Linked DNA regions of Mus musculus: all the other regions are linked to region 1. A link is a contact called in public Micro-C and promoter capture Hi-C data. All regions are on one chromosome and are shown on one strand. The core of a region is the stretch at or near the end of the contact, and the rest is flanking DNA. Distances in the headings are between cores, read along the strand shown.

Region 1 (3,831 bases), core at 843-3,342:
CCACAGCTCCACTACCCGACCATGGACCGCTTTCGCCCTCTCAGGCGCACCTCATCTAACTTCTTCAGCACTGGACTGGACTTCTGGGTCGAGGCCCCGTAACTCTTCAGAAAGGCTTCAAACACGGTCTCGGTGTGGGGGTGCGTGCTGAGGAAGGCCTTCTCCAGGACATAGAGGTCGACGCCTTTATCTTCCGGCAGTCCTGAGACAAAGCTCAGCCCAAAGTCGATGAGCACGATGTGCAGCTGCGCCAGGGGCCGCCTCAGGAGCATGTTGGAGGTGGTGAGGTCCCCGTGAATGAGGTCTTGGTCGTGCATTCCGGCCAGAACCTGCCCCATCCTCCTGGCCAGGTCCAAGAGGCACTGGGGGTCCTTTTCAGTCTCCATAGTGGATTGGATATAATCCCGAACAGTCACCGAGTCTTCGATTTCTTCCATATATAAGCAGTTAGACGCATAGTCCACAAAGAAGACGACTGGGGCAGCTATCCCTGCAATGGACACACGTGGTTAGGGAACGCATCTTCATGAAGGCCAGCTTCATGCACAGGCAGACAGCTTTGGAACAGGGTTTAGACTACTGTGGAAAATGATACAATTTATCCAGAGCTTGCCCTGTTAAAGCCCTGCAGGACTACGGCCTGAGACCAGGCCAGGGTAAGTCTGGAAGTATCAAGGCTTGCTCCTCCTTTCTCAAGCCACCTGAGGACTGGAATTCATTGCTGCTCCCTAAAAACAAACAAAACAAGAAGCCAGAAGGAAAGCATCCTGCAGTCTGGGCAGTTTCTACCTGACAGTCACCAGGCAAGTGGCTAAGCAGGGTGTCACCTTACAGGCTCATCTGTGCTCTGGAACAGGCAGGTTCAGATCCCTTATTAGGCGTGAAACCTCAAGGTTCCCTTAGCTACTCTATGCCTCAGTCTCCACAACTGTAAAGTGGTAACAAAACCTCCAGTTAACACCAGGAGTCTCTCCTGAATGTCAACCAAGTTCAGAACAGTTTCCTAGAAACTGGGGTACCAAGGTAGCCCCCACCCATGTCTGATAAAACTTACAAAAGGTAAAGGAGAATATATGAACACTTCTTTATAACTCCATTGCCCCTCTAGGGCAGAAAAGCACAGGCCTGTTCACTTCTGCATTTCCCCTGGCTCCTGGCACCTATCAATGTCCTGGCAGTGGGCACCTAAAAACCATTAAAGAGAAAAATAGCAAAGGCTCGGTGGTTCTGGGCCACAGACAGGCTGCCTGGTAGCTGTGGAACCTCAGGCACTTCCCCTCTTTGAGTCTCATTTTCTCTGGAGTAATGTTGTTGTTGTTGTTGTTGTTTTGTGGGGGTGTGGATGTTTTTTAAAGAAAAGAATAACAATTTAATGAAATCAAACATTTACTGAACTATGTCAGCATAAGAACATGTGATGCATATGCCTTCTTTAATGACCACAATATCCCTGAGATTCCGGTGACATACAAGGTAACTGGGCTAGACGACTCGCTGAATGGCTACGAGGGAGACAATGCAGGGAGAATGTGAATCCACAGAGCCCGGCTCCTGCCACCCGCCTGTCAGGACACCTACTGCTTAAGACCACCAAATGGAGAGGGAAGGACGGTAAGCAGAAACAGAGAAATGAGAAACGGAGGGACCCGAGCGCTAAACAAGCCCCGCGAACCAAACAGAATGGCGTCCTGACTGTCGCCTTGAGTCCTTAAGCATTGCCATCTGATCCTGTCCCCTAGAAATCGGAGCCCCGTCTCTCACGTCCCACTGGTCTCCCGCAGCCCTGTCTGTCCCGTCTCCCGGAGCCCCGTCCGGCCCCCCTCACCCGCACGGCGGCAGCGGAGCAGCGCGCGCGCCTCCTGCACTGTCCGCCGCCGGCCGAGCCGCGCCTCCAGCTCCGGGTGCCGGTAGCTCTTCGGGAAGCGGTGCTTCACCACGGCCGCGCGGCCCTGGAAGCGGCCACGGAAGACGCGCGCCTCGGCGCCCTGCTGCACCAGCTCTAGGCCGCTCAGGAAGAGGCGGCTCCGCTCGCGCGCAGCGGCCAGCGCCTCGGCCTCCGCCTCCGAGGACGTGCCAGCCATGCCTCCGACTCCTTCCGACCCTGACCGCGCCGCTTCCGCTCGCTTCGGAAATCCTCCGGCCTCTTCCGCCATTAACACCGCCCCACACAACACACTTCACCCTGCTAGTTTGGTTCCGCCTCGCGACCTTTCCGCGCTCAGCGGAGCCTCTAGGACCTGTAGACTTGGCCCTTCCCTGTCTGTCTTCGTGAGCGCTCAGCAACTTTAGGCCAACAGCTTCTCACTCTTCATCACGGTGATGCTCCGGCTTTGGGACCTTTTTTTTTTTTTTTTTTTTTTTGAGACAGAGTCTCACGGTGTAGCTCAGATTAGCTTTGAACTCGTGTCCCACTTCAGTCTATGGAAACATGCTCTAAGCCGGGAAGGAGGCAGGGACTAGGCGAAGCTTTCTATCCGGAGACGCCACCTGATGCCTGGCACCAGCCTGTCAGCAGCCAGCACCATCCCTCTCAGATCCGGTATCTTCAACTACAGAATGAGGCTGCCTGGTTCTGCTAGGGTGAGGGCTTATCAGAATTAAGAGGCTGATTACGCGGTGCCGGTGGACAGGGCTCTCTTCACATGGCCTTTGACCCCCTTGTCCCTGCCCCACGCTCCTTGGGGCTCTGTTGAAAATACAGAAGAGAAGCCCTTGAGTCCCGGGTTGCTATGGCACCAGCATCTTGGCTCTGTGGTCCCTGGGTTTCGTTCATATTCATGGCAGGTCCCTTTTCATAATCAGACCCTTTGTGTGGGCAAAATGTGTTTTCCAGCAAAGCGCACCCAGAACCCGGTTCGTTTATATCCCCCAGTGCTCAAGTCTGTAGCTTCATTATCATAATTGTTTGTGTCCACCCAGCCGTCTCTATGGTAACCAAACCCATCTGAACCCTTGCCTTAGAAATCTAACTGTGCAAAGGTGCTGACCAAAGCCAGGCTTGCTAAGTCAGGCTGAGTTTAGCTCTTTAAAGCGGCTTCAAACCTTTCAGTGTCTCCCTACTGTGCTAAGAAGAAAGACCTAAACCTTAACTGGGCCCATGGACTCCTGCATCCCTTATAAACCCTCCCCTCTCCAGAATCCCCACCCATCCTCCATGATGCTCCCTCGGCACAGAGCCTTTGCACCTGCTATTTCCTCTGCAGGGAAATGTTTGTCCAGCTCCATATCACCTAGAGCTGCAGGTTATTCTCCACTGCAGGGTCACTTCCCCAGACAAGCCCTTCCTAGCCTCTATGAGGAGAGTGAGTTCAACTGTTATCAGCCCTGGTTTTCTACTTTCCAGACCTGTTTCAGATTCCCTTTGGTTTTGGCCGTTCAACTGCTTGATTGATGACCCACCCACCCCCCAACACACTTTACCCTGCTAGAGTGGTTCCCATCACACAGAGCCCCCCACCCTCCTGCTGTGTAGCTACTCACAAGGCAGGGATTGTATTGCTTCCATCTCTCCCTCAGCACCAAAGAGGTGGGTACTGGCCTAGAGTGTCTTAGGGATGGTGCATATGTGTGATCCCAACACTCAGAGGCTGTGCAGTGCTCAGATGCTCAGACAGGAGACTGCAAGCCTGATACTAAGTGAGACTGGGGGGTTGAGGGTAGGGACGTTTAGATTCAAATTTTGACCTTTTAAAAATATTTCATGAGTGTGTGTGTGTGTGAGACTTTTTTTAAACAACCAAATGGGGAAGTGGAATTGACAGTTTCTTGTCTACCTGAGTGCTGAAAAGGTCGTTAGAGATGTGGGTGGAAACCTTAAAGCACTGAATGAGT
Region 2 (3,831 bases), core at 384-2,883, 220 kb after region 1:
AAAGATGCAGCTATTTTTATAAACGTGTGTGTGTGTTGCTAGCATGAAGCTGGGGTTAGAGGTGGTCGTGATTTGCCATGTGTGCATTGGGAACTGAACCCTGGCATCTATAAGAACAGCAAGCACACTTAGCCGCTGAGCCATCTCTCCAGCCCTAGGTCACTGTCCGTTTGATCTTTGTAGACTGCAATCAAATAGTCTCATAGATACGCTTACAAACTGGAGTAGGAAAGACGAGCCACAGTCCTCACAAGAGAAGGGCTTCTCACGCCCAGCCCACACCCCTATCGTCCACATAGGTCAGAGTAACAAGTACTGACTAGTAACTGTGGGGCTGGGATTCAAACCCAGGCCCACCAGGCTTCATCTTCTGTACTGAGTTCTTATTTATTGGCTATTCCCAGTTGAGATGTTCTCTGAAGTTCACAGGGGGCAGGACTGGTCGGGGATGTGGGAACTGAATCGATGGTTCAACTATGGAGAGCACTTGCTGCTCTTCCAGGGCTGAGTCTGTTCTCAGCACCCGCCTGGGTGGCTCACAGCTGACTGTAATCCCAGCCACAGGGGATGTGGCGCCCTCTTCTGGACTCTGTGGGTACTGCACACACATACTCAACATAAGATGACTCTGCCTAGGAGCTAGCGAGCCACCATACACCTCTGAGGAGGTTCAGCTGCTGTTACTCACAGGTCTCTGCCTTTTGAGATGCTCACCCAACCCTGAGACGCCAGCATTTTAGGGAAACCCTCTATTGCACGGGTCTTTAAGGCTCCAGAAAATTCTAGATCCGTCTGCCAGAGGCCTGGAGCACTCTCATTGGCCAACTTAGTTGTATGTCCATCCCATGGCCAGCCTCTGTGACTTAGGTACGATGCTGGAGTAAAAAAAGGCTCTGGGTCGTATGCCCACGCTGGAGCTAGAGTCAAGTCAGCGCTGTGCCAGAACCAATACACTAGGGGGAGGGGGAGGGACAAGGAAACCCAGAACTCCAGAGCCAGAAGAGAGCGGATACCCCCCACACCCCTCTCCTGGGTGGCCCCGCCCCTCGGCTCTGAGGTACACAGTCCAGGCTGTTTTCAAACTGCAACCCTCAAGCTTCAGCCTCCTCAGCAGAGGTTGCCACCTGAGCCAGGTGCTTCCAGACTCTTGGTGTCTTCTTCGCGGAATTGATGAAGTGCTCAGAAGTGGCAAAGCCACAGGGGTTTTGTTTGGGGGGGGGGGGGAGCAAAAGCTGAGAGTGGAAACACTGCGGGGGAGTGGTGAGCTCCAGCGAGGTTGCTCAAGAGCCCCATGCTACTTCTGGGATTTCCTTTTGTGGGTCCGGGAGGAGGAGGAATTGGTTGCTAGGGGCGGAATGGGGGTGATTTTTTTGTTTTGACTGACAGGTCTCGGTTATATAAACCTTGGTTTGCTGCAGATATCCTTTCCCATGATGCATCTGGCTTAATCATATACGTGTCCAGTCATGCATAGGCATAAGATGGTAATTAGAAGATTTTTTTTCTCCCCAAAAGGTCACTCAGAGGACACTTTTCTTTATTGTGCATGTACCAAAAACCAATCCAGATTGGACCACTGCCCCTCGTTCCAGGATGTGTTTGGCCACAAAAGGGAGTTCCTGTGAGGTTGCTAGGGAGTTACTAGGGGACGGTGAGGTGGAGCGATAGGTTGCTTTGTCTGGTAAGGTGCATGTATGCAGTTCGGTTCAGGTCGCGATGGGGGAAGGGTGGCAGGTTGCTCAGCTCTTCTACAAAGTAAGTGTCCCACAGGTGCCGGGGTCACAGGGGCAGCCAGCATAGAGTCTCGGTCTTTTGTTGTTTTGTCTTATTTGAGACAGAGTCTCCTGTAGCCCAGGCTATCCCTGAAACTCAAGATGTAGGCAAGGGATGACCTTGAATTCCCATCCTCCTGCTTCCACCTGCAGTGCTGAGATATAGGATTGGGCCTCTACATCAGTCTTCCTTCTGTCTCTTTTCCGAGTCTCCTGGTCCTCTTGGGCTCAGCAGCCTAATGCGTCATGGACATTCATTGCCAGCTATCCCTTGCTTAAAGGATAAGGAAGAAGCAGCGGGGAGAACCCTGCCCTCTCTGTCTGGGCTCTTGGTGTGTCTGTGCATCCAGATCTGCACATCCCTTCCCGGGAGAGCTCCCCACCCCTGTCCTGAAGACAAATGGAGACACCTGGCCAAGTATTTTGAAGTCAGCTTTCAAGGGAGCGTGGGGCTTGACTGACTCCTTAATCTCCATAGTCTCCTCCTGAGTATTTACCGAACACACAGTCCTTCTCGCTTAGCAACTTCAAATCATTTTCTTTCGAGAAAGAACATGAAGTCTAGGAAACTTCTCTTCCTGATCCTGGACTATCGTTGGCACTCTGCTTCTCCGAGCACTGGCTTCAACAAAGGAGAGGAACCGGGGGCTGGTGGGAAGTCGGGGTGGAGAAGAGCTCCCAGTGGGAAGATGGGCTAGTGGACCCAGAGTTCAAGGGTGAGCCTGACACATATGTCGCCCTTCCTGAGGATTCGGGTTATATGGCAAAGTCATCTCTGGGTCCCATCAGGAGCAAACACAGGACTCATCATGTCTCTGAAGTGTCCTTTCCACATCCCCCCAGGTCACTTATCCCTTGGCCTCAGGTATAACAATAAAAGGTTAGGGTGACTTTTCCTGTGTCTCACAGGCTCACATAAATGTTAATGGCATCAGGGGGCTGGAGAGATGGCTCAGTGGTTAAGAGCATTGGCTGCTCTTTAGAGGACTTGAGTTCATCTCCCTCACCTACATGGTGGCTCACAATCATTGGTCCCAGGAGATCTGATGCCCTCTTCTGACCTCCAAGGGTACCCAGCACTCATATGGTGCACAGGCATACATACAAGCAAAACGTTCATGTACAAAAAAATAATAAATTTAAAAAAGTTTTTAACCTAATTGCATCAATAACTGTAAACTTTAACTGGGGTGCCTAGCCCCTTTTCCCCAGTGTCTGTTGCACAAGAACATTTAGCACATGTGCACACACACACACACACACACGTACACACGTATGTACACACATGTAGGCTTTTAGTGTTTTCCACGAAAGTCCACTTTTGAAACCATCGAAGGCACTTGTGTTTCCCAGCTGCTCCGGTAGTTTGATTGACAGATCCCACGGGCTCTCAGCCTTGCCGAGAAATGGTCTCTAACACTTTCCTCTTCCTGGCCACACTGAAAGACACGCTGCTCTAACAGCTGTCAACATCTGTGCAAAAGCCAACAGTGTGCAGAGGACTCTGGGCAGCCTGCTGCACAGAGCAGGGTCTAAACACCTGCCCAGACCCAAGAGAACAGACACGCCTGGCCAGAACTTCTTTCCTGGGGTTTAATGTGCTCTGTTGTACTCAAAAAAAAGTTGGAAGGTTGTTTTTTTAACTTCTTAAACCACATCCCTCAGCCAATAAGAGAATGTTAAGTTCTCAAGAAGAGATTTAAGGTTTTCTGTGCAATCAGATAATATGTAACGAAGTTAGAAGCGCATGCACCCTTTAGCCCAACTATTCCCCAACTAGGAATTCATCCTAAAGATAACTCCCATAAATACATAAACACTTGAGAAAAGGAATCCTTACTGCAGTTAATATCAAAGCAAAGACTACAAGCAACATAGTAGTGCTTAGAAGAATCTGAGTTAGGAAAACAGTGGCACACCCACCAGCAGCATAGTATGCAGCTCTGAAAAAGGAGTTCAGGGACATCATACAATGATGTCTGTCTAAGCCCCGCCCTTTTTGAACTGCTGTCATAGGTGAAGAGAAGTAAAAGAACCACAGGAGGATTGCCATGAGTTC
Region 3 (3,831 bases), core at 503-3,002, 170 kb before region 1:
GTGGGTTTTTCTTTTTGAGCTGGAGTCTCACTCCACTGCCCAGGCTGGTTTTGAACTCCTGTATTCAAGGGATCCTTCTGCCCTAGCTAGCCTTTACAGTGCTCTGGCTACCGGTGCATACCTCCAAACCCAGGGCAGGTATTTCTTACCTATGTTTGCTCGTGAGCCACCCAGGAAGATATGACCTAGGCACAGAGCGTGTCAGAGTATGCTAAATACTGGTATCATCATTTTTAAAAGCAGTCTAGTCTTCATACCCTGCACCCCAAACTTTCTTGGCACCTCTTAGAAGCAGCATCAAACATAAAAAGAATAACAAGATTCAAGAGCAACAGACAAGCTGGGCATGGTAGAACATGCCCTTAATCAGAGGCCAGCTTGGTCTACAGAGATTGTTCCAGGACAGCCAGGGCTACACAGAGAAACCCCTTCTTGAACCAGCCCTGTCTCTTTTGCTCCAAACGGTAGAATGAATCTGGGCAGGTAAACTCTTTTAGGATCTTTGCTATTTTTAATCTGTAAATGCAAATAATGATAGTCTCCTCAAAAGACCACAACTCGAACTAAACGCCCTCACATTTGCACACTACTGAGCACTTCACAGCCAAGGCAGCCACCCTAGCAATGTGGTTACTGACCGACCACTTGACAAATGGCTGCCGTGCTTCTTCTGAGAAGCAAGAAGTGCTGTCCCAAGAGTGAGGCACACCAGAGCTCAAGAAGTTAGCACACACACACACAAACAGTCAACAACTCCATTAACGTGATTTTACATTGGTTATGTGAATTCCTAATTATAATCTGAAATGTATTAACTAAAGCATGAGTAAATTATTCCACTTACATATTTTACATTCCTGAGATGTGACTGTTAGAAAAGTTTAATTAACAAATGTGACTTGCATTATTTCTCTTTTGGAGAGCCCAGGTTGGCCTAGTGCCCGGCACACAGAAAGCATTCCAAAAGGTGGCTTCCACCCACAACAGATGGGATGTCAGGGGCTGCGGCTGCATCCCCCAGGCAAACTCTAGCCCTTCGTTCATTCATTTAGTAAACATCTATAGTGTCTGGCCTGCTGAGACGCTGTGGGTGCATGGAGCAACATCAGGTAAGGTCTTCTTCCTCCTGGGCATTCCTACCTGCTGGGACAGGCAGACGTCAATCAACACTTTCAAACTGTTGAAAGCTACTGATGTGTAGGGACACCAGAATGTTCAGAGTGTCGCACCAGGGTCAGAACTCGGGACCCCGGAAGCCTTCGGAAGGAAGACTGGGAAGATGAAAAAAAGTTTACTAGACTAGACGTAGGGGCGGCGGACTCTGAGGGTGGCCAGAGCGAGGGATGGAGAAGGAACAGAACCAGGCCGGGAGCAGCCTAAGCCTAGGGAGGGCGGCGAAGGACCAGATCTGCAGGGCCCGGAAAAAGGGGAGGGTGGAAACCAGCACCGGAGCACCCCGGGCATTGCAATGCTGCGGGAAGAAGCGAATGAGAGCGGCCTGGACCGAAGCCGGGCAGTGGAGAAGGAAAGAGGGCCGGTACCGACCGCAGGGGGATTACCGGATCGGCACCGTGCCCGGGCTTGGAGGTCGGGCAGACGCTGCCCTCCGCCTCAACCCCAACCTCGGTCCCCGGCTCCCAACCCTCAACACTCTGTCTCTCTGCCTCGAGCCCCGAGCGTCCCTCACTCACCCGGCACCCGCCGAGGCCCAGCTCCGCGCCCGCGTCCCGCCGCCGCTCCACTGGCCCCGTCTGCCCCGCCCTCCTGAAGCCCCGCCCTGCGAAGGGCGGCCCGGGCTTCTATTGCTCCGCTTTGCTGTCAAGATGAAAAGTCTCGCTTTCACTGGGTTGTTTGTCTGTCAATAAAAGGGAGGCGGGCCTAACTGAGGGCGCGGGCTGGAGCGACGCCGGCTGGCCCCTCCCCTCCGCGGAGGCCTCTTAAAGAGACAGACTACCATTCTTCTGCAGGCTATTGGGTCTAAAGGAACGTGATTTCCCAGCAGACACTAGAGGCTGCTCCCCACCCAAACTTTTTTTCTCTTTTATTTCTGTACACAGCCTCCGGGTGAAGGAGGTTGGAGGGGCGGGGAGGGGGCGCGCTCTGGGTCCTTGAGACCCATTGTTGTAAGGAGCAAGCTATCCTCTGGTGATGCTCACCTGATCCGACTCAACGATGGGAATAGCTGATTTAGGGAACTGAGTGGGAGGTGACAGTCGTGTCAGAGGCTATGAGCAGCCGCGGCTGCTCACTACGGAGATGGAGCTAATTATACCGGCACCCAGGGCTGACCGTGGGCGCTGAGCAGAGGCAGAGGGGTACAGCTCAGCTGTGCTGTTGGTAGGGATCCGTGGGAGGTGGCGTTCGTCACCGCACCTGCGGATCTAACAAGGCCGGGCACAGCGCCAAGGACTCACTCCTGCCATCTCCCTTAAAGCTCACAGCAGGCTGGTAGGGAGGGCTAGTATGCGATCCCCAGTTGCAGAAGAAAAGACTAGGGGTCTTATGGGACCAACTAACTATACAACCGGTGACTATACAGCAAGACGCTATCTCCCTGTTTAACTCCAAATTTTGTTTTTTTTAATCATTTCTCTTAGCAGATCCTTAGGACAATGCCAGAAGACAGACATTTTGTTATCCATTCTGTAGAGACTCGGCTGGCCGCTCAGCAGAGAGATGGAAATAATGGCTACCTTTTACTGTCTTTGAAGCAGTTTTACAGGCACAGTTACATTGACTCCTGCAATTGAATTGAATTGAAGCGGATTCTTATCAGCTGGTGAACAGGATGGTGCCCAGGAAGCAAAGCTCCCCTCCCACAATCACAGTGCTAATAAGGCCTGTGCAGGGGCCGGCCAGTCACACTTCCAATAGGTTCACATACTGCCTGCTTCCAGCCAGTCTCTGTCTTTGTTTTATCGAAAGCCACCCAGGATAAAGCATATGGCCGTGTTCCAAAATAGCTTTACGCTGGAACATAGGGTAGCCACCCTTGTCTGCAGCACCATTCTGGACCCCAGGTCCTTTGCTGCTCTGTGGGAGCCTCATACGACCCTATCAGATTCACATTATTATCTCTTATTGTCCTCCGTAGTCTTGTGAGCATCCTCTTTGTGGTGGGTTGTTTATTTCTTTGTTTGCTGCCTATTTTGAAACAGGGTGTTTGCAGGGACGTTTAAACAGATGTGTCCCCATTTCCCCTCCCCCTAAGGCACCAATGACAAACCAAAGAGTATTCCATTCAGTCAGTCCAACTTGGGGAGCCAGCGAGGGCCTTGATGTCACCTTCAGAACATGGATGTCTGGGTTTGTGTTTCCATTGCTGTGCTAAAACATCACAGCCAAAGGCAACTTGGGGGAGGAAAGGGTTGATTTGGCCTGCACCCCCGAGGTCTACAGCTGAGGGAAATCAGGGCAGGAAGTCAAGGCAACAACCAAGAAGCAGAGGCCAAGAAGAAGCACTCCTTACTGGCTTGCTCCAGGTAGCTTGCTCCAGCACTTTCTTATACAACCCAGGAGTGTCACTGTCCACAGTGGGCTGGGCCCTCCCCACAACCATCACCAATCAAGAAAAGGCTCCACAGACTTGCTTAAAAACCTAATTTAATGGAGGCATTTTCTCAACTGAGGTGTCCTCTTTCCAGATGACCCTAGCTTGTGTCAAGTTGACAAAAGCTAACCAGCACAATGCACCCACCACCACACCACCAGAAAGTCTCACCTCACCACCAATAATGGCTTTCCCATAGTCCTCCCCTCTTCAGCCAGCTTCCCACTTTACAAGGCCATGTGCAATTAGAACACAATTCCACACAACTGGCTGAGCAATCT

The links. Promoter capture Hi-C pulls out the DNA fragments that hold promoters and counts their contacts. Hi-C and Micro-C count contacts between places; a contact is called where the count stands out from the background.
Region 2: a contact with region 1 is called in a Micro-C map of embryonic stem cells, with 2.0 times the contacts expected there. The contact joins the enhancer-like site here to the promoter of Trp53rka in region 1. A contact is called at or near these places in 4 of 39 promoter capture datasets (cranial neural crest, embryonic stem cells, frontonasal cranial neural crest and 1 more), 4 of 484 Hi-C or Micro-C datasets (the HPC-7 cell line and embryonic stem cells), 5 of 115 datasets of contacts at active chromatin or transcription factors (embryonic stem cells, neural tube and stem cell-derived neural progenitor cells) and 4 of 9 other capture datasets (adipose tissue, liver, macrophages and 1 more).
Region 3: a contact with region 1 is called in a promoter capture Hi-C map of hippocampal neurons, with 6 times the contacts expected there. The contact joins the promoter of Elmo2 here to the promoter of Trp53rka in region 1. A contact is called at or near these places in 13 of 39 promoter capture datasets (the 3T3-L1 cell line, 3T3-L1-derived adipocytes, the HPC-7 cell line and 8 more), 5 of 484 Hi-C or Micro-C datasets (the G1E-ER4 cell line, Th1 cells, nephron progenitors and 1 more), 3 of 115 datasets of contacts at active chromatin or transcription factors (the 230-238 cell line, memory CD8 T cells and pancreatic cancer cells) and 1 of 9 other capture datasets (adipose tissue).

Annotation. Positions count from the first base shown.
Region 1 is chr2:165,491,222-165,495,052 of GRCm38.p6, forward strand. It overlaps Trp53rka (transformation related protein 53 regulating kinase A), which reads right to left and starts at 2,093. Exons shown (of 2, transcript NM_001007581.1): 1 at 1,826-2,093; 2 at 1-490. The coding sequence starts at 2,081. The coding sequence ends at 12.
Region 2 is chr2:165,716,343-165,720,173 of GRCm38.p6, forward strand. All of the region lies in intron 7 of Eya2 (EYA transcriptional coactivator and phosphatase 2), which reads left to right. Among named protein-coding and RNA genes, the nearest start is that of Gm29993, 13 kb to the right of the region's middle. Within about 2 kb of position 1,634, at least 11 of the 459 cell types and tissues checked have an H3K27ac peak or open chromatin away from gene starts, as enhancers often do. A contact at or near this core is called in adipose tissue and embryonic stem cells, where this site is marked.
Region 3 is chr2:165,324,727-165,328,557 of GRCm38.p6, forward strand. It overlaps Elmo2 (engulfment and cell motility 2), which reads right to left and starts at 1,753. Exons shown (of 21, transcript NM_080287.2): 1 at 1,692-1,753.